Linked DNA regions of Mus musculus: region 2 is linked to region 1. Evidence: chromatin contacts called from public Hi-C data. All regions are on one chromosome and are shown on one strand. The core of a region is the stretch at or near the end of the contact, and the rest is flanking DNA. Distances in the headings are between cores, read along the strand shown.

Region 1 (3,398 bases), core at 145-2,644:
AAATATTTATTTTAATTTTAGATGTGCGGTTTGGTTGCCTTGCTTGCATGCATGTCTGGGCATCATGTGCATGCAGTGTCTATGAAAGCCAGGAGAGGGCGTTGGATAACCTGACACTGATGTTACAGACAGTTGTGAACTGTCATGTGGGTACTGGGAATTCAACCAAGGTCCTCTGTAAGAGCAGCTAGTGTTCTTAACCTCTGAGCTATCTCTCTAGCTCCAATAAAATAGTATTTAACTATAGAATTGTAGTATCAATTACTTGACACATCCTATATTGTTGTTATTTAGATTGGCTGTAATGTTTCTTTATTACAGAAGCAACACTAACACTTTTACTCAGGGGAATAAAAGAGCCTTCCTCAGACCAAAGTAACAGCTGCATTTGGGGAAACAATATGCTTTTTTTTTTTTTTTTTTTTTTTTACTGGGGTTGCTAACAGAAATATGGGGGAGGGGTTATTTAGAAAAGCAGTTGCGTCACCTGAAACCTCACCCCCAACATGGGTCATGAATACTGAAGCTCTGGACTGCTCTGGACAGTTTTCAGGCAGTTCCATGGAAGTCTAAACATCTCTTTCTGCTGTTTGGCTGCTCAGAGTGGAGCCCTCAGCAACTCCTTTTATACCGCTGGGTGGGCTGTCAAGAATCTTCCAAGTTTCTGTGCTCTCAGAAATATGAGCCTCTGTTTTCCTCTTGAGGCTCATGAACTACCCCTTCCTTCCCAAGCAAATGATTCGATCTGGAGGAAATGTTACGTTTCAAAGGAACATGTCATACGCACAATAAATCCGCGAAGCAAGCTGAATCAAATCAGCGGAATCTGTGAGCCTGTCTTCCACTATAGCAGGATTGTTTCCTAGGGCTGTGGCTCCAAGTCTACAATAGGGGGCTTCCATAGTTTTTCCTCTCTTCTGGACCTCTTTGACCTACCTGAGAAAGCTCGTCACACAGCTGGTAACCCCACACTCTCTCATTCTCTCATCTGTACCCAAGGGTGGGAAACGGAACACTAGGAAAAGTAATAATAGTTTCATGTTTTTATTTGTATAGTATGAGTGTGTGTGTGTGTGTGTGTGTGTGTGTGGGTGCATGCACATGCACGCATGTGTGCACATGTATGAAGGTCAGAGGGAGTAGAATCTTTCCTTTTGCCATGTAGGTCCTGGGCTTCCTATTTAGGCCAGGCTCCCAGTCAGAGCACTGGAAACAAGCAAACAGCTAAGAAGAGGAGCTAAGAGTCTTGAAGGCTAACTCTGATAGATCCTTAAACCAAAGCCAACCCAAACACATGGCTTGTTTATGCCCAGAGGCAGGGCTACTGATAAAAAAAAAAAAGCAACAGAAGATACACACACAAATCAACAGGTCATCTGGCACTTTCGCCTGCCAGTTGGAGACTCTAAGGGAGGAACAGAAACAACTGTGGCTGTGGAATGTAATTGCCTTGGTCTGTCTAGGGAGAAAAGCGTGAGAGTGCTAATTTGCAGAAGTCACAAACTAAAGTGCTTTGAAATGTACTTTAAGAGACCCCCAGAATGCTGAGACAGCTTTGTTCTCCAATAACCACAATAGGAATTTAGGGTAGTTAGAGTTTTTAATCAGACGTTGAGGGAGTCCATGTGGTTATTCTCTTGGTGGTAGTTGCATTCTTTTTGTTTTTAAATAATGAACCAGACAAAGACTCTTCAGGATGAAAATATCTGTGACCTAGATTAAGCTCGCAAAAAGCCAGACTCTAGCTTTTAACTCTTTCTTGTCCCATTGTACTTTATTTTCTTTTCTTTCATTGCTGGAGACAGAATCTCGGGCCATATTCCTTTTAGGCATGCATTCTACAACCGAGCTACATCCCAAGGTCCTGCATTTGAGTGAGATCCCAAGAACTCTAAAACTGGACACCACTTGCAAGTTAGTTAGCACCAATGCTGGGGACTCTATGTTTGCAGCTGCCCTCAGTTCATTTGTGGATCAGTTTCCCAAGTCCTGGCCCTCAGAGTCAATATTTTGCTTGTGGATATTTACTGCTCCACAGCTGGTTAGCGAAAGGAGGCAGAAAGTCAGTGTGGATCCAGTTAATACCATGTTGTAATAAGGAGCTGTCACCAAAAGAAACATTTTCCAAATTGATGATTGTGGGGCTGAGGAGGAGGACTATAATGATATCATGATTAATATTGCCATTAGAGGGTACAGACTCGAGGAGGGAAGGTACTCTCATCCTGCTTTCTTTATGGCGTTACAATCGTTCATGCTCCAGTTACCCACATGGGCCAGATTTATACAACTGCAGACACAGTCTGCTTTGTTCTGAACTCTCTATGTAATTGGCAAAAACAAATCCAGGAGAATTCAGGTAGATACTGACATGGCATCGAAATGCCAACCGATAGATGTAAGCTTGCTTGGAGTTGCCCAAGGTTTTCATAAACAGAGTGTCTTAAAGATGGATGAATGGGCAGGTGGTAGGGGCTGAATTTGAAAGGGGCCCAAGAGGCTCTGAATGTCCGGTCTTCCTCACTCTCTTGGGACAGCACTGTTGGAACTAATGTACATGAAATTCCCCCATCATTGGGTTTTACAGACAGCTCTGCTAGGGGTCTGTCTTGAGAGCTCAGACCTTCTCCATGCCTTTGGCTTTCAGTCAGCCTAGTAACCAGAAGTTTCCCCCCCAAATCCCTGGAAACTAAGCCAAATTTGGAACACGAAATCCCACCCTGGCATCTTATTACCTGGGCTCAAGTCCAGATTTCGTCACTTACTAGTGGGCTTGGATCGGATGTCCCTCAAAGACCAAACGCTTAAAGGAGTGCTCACTACCCTTCTAGTAGTGCTGCCAGGTGATGGGTCTGCCTTTAGGTGGTAAAGCCCAGTGTGAGGAGAGGGAGGCTGATGGAGTGTCTTATTACTTTTCTATCGCTGTGACAAAACACCGTGATCAAGGCATTAAAGGAAAACATGGAACTTGGGGCTCAATGTTACAGAGAGTTAGAGTCCATGGTCGCCATGTTGGCAGCAAGCAGGCAGGCATGGTGCTGGAGCAGTAGCTGAGAGCTTACATCTTTAACTTCAGGTAGGAGGCAGAGAGAGCTAACTGGGGACAGTATGGGATTTTGAAACCTCACACCACACCCCCCAGTGACACTCCTCCTCCAACAAGGCTATACCTCTCAGTCCTCTGGGGACCAGACATTTAAATATTTGTTCCTTCCCCACTTCTTGTTTACTAAGAGCAGGGCTTGAGTTGTGTGGTAATAGTGGCTGCCAAAGCTGGCTATCATTTGTGGGCTACACTTTTAGCCCAGAAAGGTGCTAGCTTAAGAGAACTGCAGGGTGAATAAAAGGCTGCTGGTCAAGGGTGCCCTGATCCATTTAGCTTTCTTCTTATTCCTACT
Region 2 (3,497 bases), core at 186-2,685, 92 kb before region 1:
AGGCAAGCCTGTGGACATTACTTTTACTAGTGACGAATCGCTAGTGATTGATTTGGGAGGCTCAGCTTATTGTGGGTGGGGCTACCCCTTGGATGTGGTCCTGTGTTCTATAAGAAAACAGGCTGACCAAACCTGCGGAGTCAGCCAGTGGCAACACTCCTCTGTGGCCTCAGCATCTGCTCCTGCCCCTAGGTTCCTGCTTGTGTTCCTGTCCTGACTCTCTTCAGAGATGGACTATGGTGTGGACATGTAAGCTGAATAAACCCTTTCCTTCCCAAGTTGCTTTTGGTCGTGGTGTTCTATCACAGCAATAGGAACCCTAAATAAGACAGAAATCGGTACCAGCATAGCACGGTTTTGCTGTGACAGACCTGAGCATGTTTTTGGGAAGATTGTGGGAGGACCTTGGAACTCTGGGTGAGAAAAATCGTTGCGTGTTGAGGGTCAGTGGATTGGTTTTGTCAGAGCTTTGAAGATAAGAAGACTGAGAGCAAGGCAGAAGACAGAGGCCTGACTTGGAAAGTTTAGTCTATGGGGCCATTTGTTATTTTTGAATTAAGAGTCTATCATTCTGGTCAGCTGTGGTGAACAAGAAACCAGCTTCGTCGGAGTGAAACCTTTGCTTTACTGGGACAATAGATGCTGGTCAGGTGGAGCTAGGAAATGAGCAGTAATTAAGAAGAGACCAGGTTCACTGTGGTGAAGTCTCCTGGGAAGTGGTTCCTTGCAGTCAGCAGACAGGAACTGTGTTCCAGCGGTTGTTGTAAAGGCCGAACCTTGCGCAGGCCACTGAACTTGGTAGCGTGTAAGAGTCGCCTAGGAGGTATGGTGGTACTGGTTCTGAAGGGATGGAGGTGTCGTGGAAAGTTCGTAGGCCTCTGTATCAGCTCCTGTGTCCAGGTTCCTGTCCTGACTTCCCCCAATGATGGACTAGGATGTGGGAGTGTAAGCCAAATAGACCCTTCCCTCCCCACCTTGCTTTTGGTCATAGTGTTTCACTACAGCCATAGTAACCCTAACAAAGACAAACAGTGAGCCGAACAAACCCTTCCTTCCTTAAGTTGCTTTTATCATATATTTTGACAAATCAAGGAAAAAAGTAACTAATATACCACGTAAGTGGATAAGAGAGAGAAATTGTTAGTAACAAGGTAAGTTTAGTGAAACAAACAGTGAATTTAGCTAGCTATAAGAGGAACCTACTATAACAATGCACAGCGCTTTTAGGATAATAGATCTATTTATCCAAACAGGGCAGCACCGATTTGTCAAGGCAATTGATTTTTCTTTTTTAAATCCTTTGCCTCAGAGGGATGCGATTCCACTTTTGTACAGCAGGTGGCGCTGTGAGCACCGGAATCCTGCTCAGCCACGGTTGGCTGCGTCTGCGTGGTGAATGCCAAGGCAGACAAGCTTGTTTGTATTACAGGAGTCTGTTGCTTTTCAGAATTTCATTAAGGAGAGAAAGGCTATTCTTATTGCAATTACAATCAGTTTACATTTCCAATGTGCCTCTAGTACCGGCAAAGACCGCAGCACTGTCGAAAGTGCCTGAGTGGCTTTTTCGGAAAACCGAAGCAGGGATTTGCTGAGTTCTTGCCTGCAGTGAAATAAATCTTTTAATTGTATTTACAGATGAAGATTCGTAGTAAATCTTGGCGAGAGACGCTCTGGAAATATTTGTTATGTTGGCCGTATCTGCACTGTTTTTTTTTTTTTTTAAAGATGAAGTTATTATGTTTTTAGATGAAGTTATTATTTTTTGTATTTTATTGTCTCTGTTCTTTCATATCTGTTGAAAATGACTTATTAGCCGGGCAGTGGTGGCGCACGCCTTTAATCCCAGCACTTGGGAGCCAGAGGCAGTCTGATTTCTGGGTTGGAGGCCCGCCTGGTGTACAAAGTGAGTTCCAGGACATCCAGGGCTATACAGAGAAAGCCTGTCTCGGGGGGGGGGGGGGGGGAAGAAAGAAAGAAAAATGACTTAGTAGATGATCAATATTTGGTAAAAAAAATTTTTTTTAACCATGTTCTTAGATTGGCACAGAGCATATAAATCCTTGAATTCTGAGGTCTGTGAGAGTAGCCTTTGGATCTTAATTTTCTTAACTGGTCTTCATCCTGATAGAAAATTTGGTGAAATAAAGACATTGAGTTCTTCCCACAGCCAGCCGTTTTGGCGAGATGGGAATTGTACTCCTCGGAGTGTTCTAGAAAAAGCTGATTCAAAGCAACCTTCATATATTTGAAATGTCTTATTTTCTCATTATGCAAATTGTGCGTGATTCCACTTATGGGGGGGTCTCCCGAGTAGTCAAATTCATAGAAAACAGAGAGCAGAATGGTGACCAGCAGGGCTTAGGGGAACAGGGAGTGAGTGGGAAGCTGTTTACAGAGTAGGGTTTCTGTTTTGCTTGCTCGAGAGATTCTGGAGTGTTGTCTGTGTGCACCGAGAAGCGATTGGGATGGCACAGCCTTTTGATAGCGTCCTTGGCGTAATTGCAAATTTAAAACAGAGGGTTTGGACAGTGGTGGTCGGTGGCCTACGGTTAGCATCCTGAGGGCTCAGGCTGGCTCACTTGCAGCAGTTCAATGCAGTGGCCGTCGGCTACAGTACACCATGCATGCCAGTGGATGAGAGTCAGGTCCCGCAACTACTGTGTAGGTCTGAGGTCTTCCGGGGGGGGGGGGGGAGGGTGCAGGCTCTGCCTTTGCAGCTGAGATGTAGTGTCAACTTCCCTCACACCCGGAAGCCTCTGTTTGGGTTCCTTCCACCCAGCTCTGCAGGGAACACCTTTTTCTATAGATGTAAAAGGAGTGAGTAGCCCGGAGGACCCAAACCAGAATCCTGCATCAGCTTGTCCTGCCCTTTCCACCCGTTCAGGCTTCTTGTCCTTCTTAGCTTGGCCTTTTTGCGCCTCCTGCTGGCCCCGGAAGGACCTGAGCTTGGTGTCCTCTATCGCAGAGGAAGACCTGTGCCAGCCTCCTCACCCCCCCGCCCCCGCCCCCCACGCTGTTCCCTTGTTCATTTCCCTACTTGCGCTGAAGCTGTAGTTACTCTGGTGAAACAGTAGGTGGCGGTGTGGCAGACGATGCCTCTGCTCTGTGCTGCACAGCCTGCCTTTGTCTCCAAGCCTGCTACCAGAGAACATGTCAGAATGGCCAGTTTGAGTCAAATTCTGATCATCACCTCAAAAAAATTCCCCAAACAAAATAAGAAAACACTCCCCCCAAACAACAAAAACCCTCACACCCCTACTTGTTCCCCCACTCCCAACAAATAACTAAGAAAGAAACTTGGCCAAGAGAAACAAAGACACATTCATTATGTGACTCAAACGGGTAGTAAGTACCGTGTGTAGTTAAGTAAGATTTTATGGAGACTCTTAGCACACTTAAATCATATTTGTTGATCCAGCATGCAAAGTGATATGTTTGCTTATATTTTCTATTATGTTCCTAACAACTATGTGTGAGTGTATGTGTGTGTTTGTGTA

What was found. A called contact is a pair of places that touch in the nucleus more often than the background predicts.
Region 2: a Hi-C map of uterus shows a contact between it and region 1, with 4 times the contacts expected there. The contact joins two enhancer-like sites. A contact is called at or near these places in 7 of 484 Hi-C or Micro-C datasets (cortical neurons, morula, olfactory sensory neurons and 1 more) and 1 of 115 datasets of contacts at active chromatin or transcription factors (embryonic stem cells).

What each region holds. Positions count from the first base shown.
Region 1 is chr8:30,939,252-30,942,649 of GRCm38.p6, reverse strand. No RefSeq gene overlaps it. Among named protein-coding and RNA genes, the nearest start is that of Gm32791, 19 kb to the left of the region's middle. Within about 2 kb of position 1,394, at least 2 of the 459 cell types and tissues checked have an H3K27ac peak or open chromatin away from gene starts, as enhancers often do. A contact at or near this core is called in uterus, where this site is marked.
Region 2 is chr8:31,031,384-31,034,880 of GRCm38.p6, reverse strand. No RefSeq gene overlaps it. Among named protein-coding and RNA genes, the nearest start is that of Gm32841, 24 kb to the right of the region's middle. Within about 2 kb of position 1,435, at least 89 of the 459 cell types and tissues checked have an H3K27ac peak or open chromatin away from gene starts, as enhancers often do. A contact at or near this core is called in uterus, where this site is marked.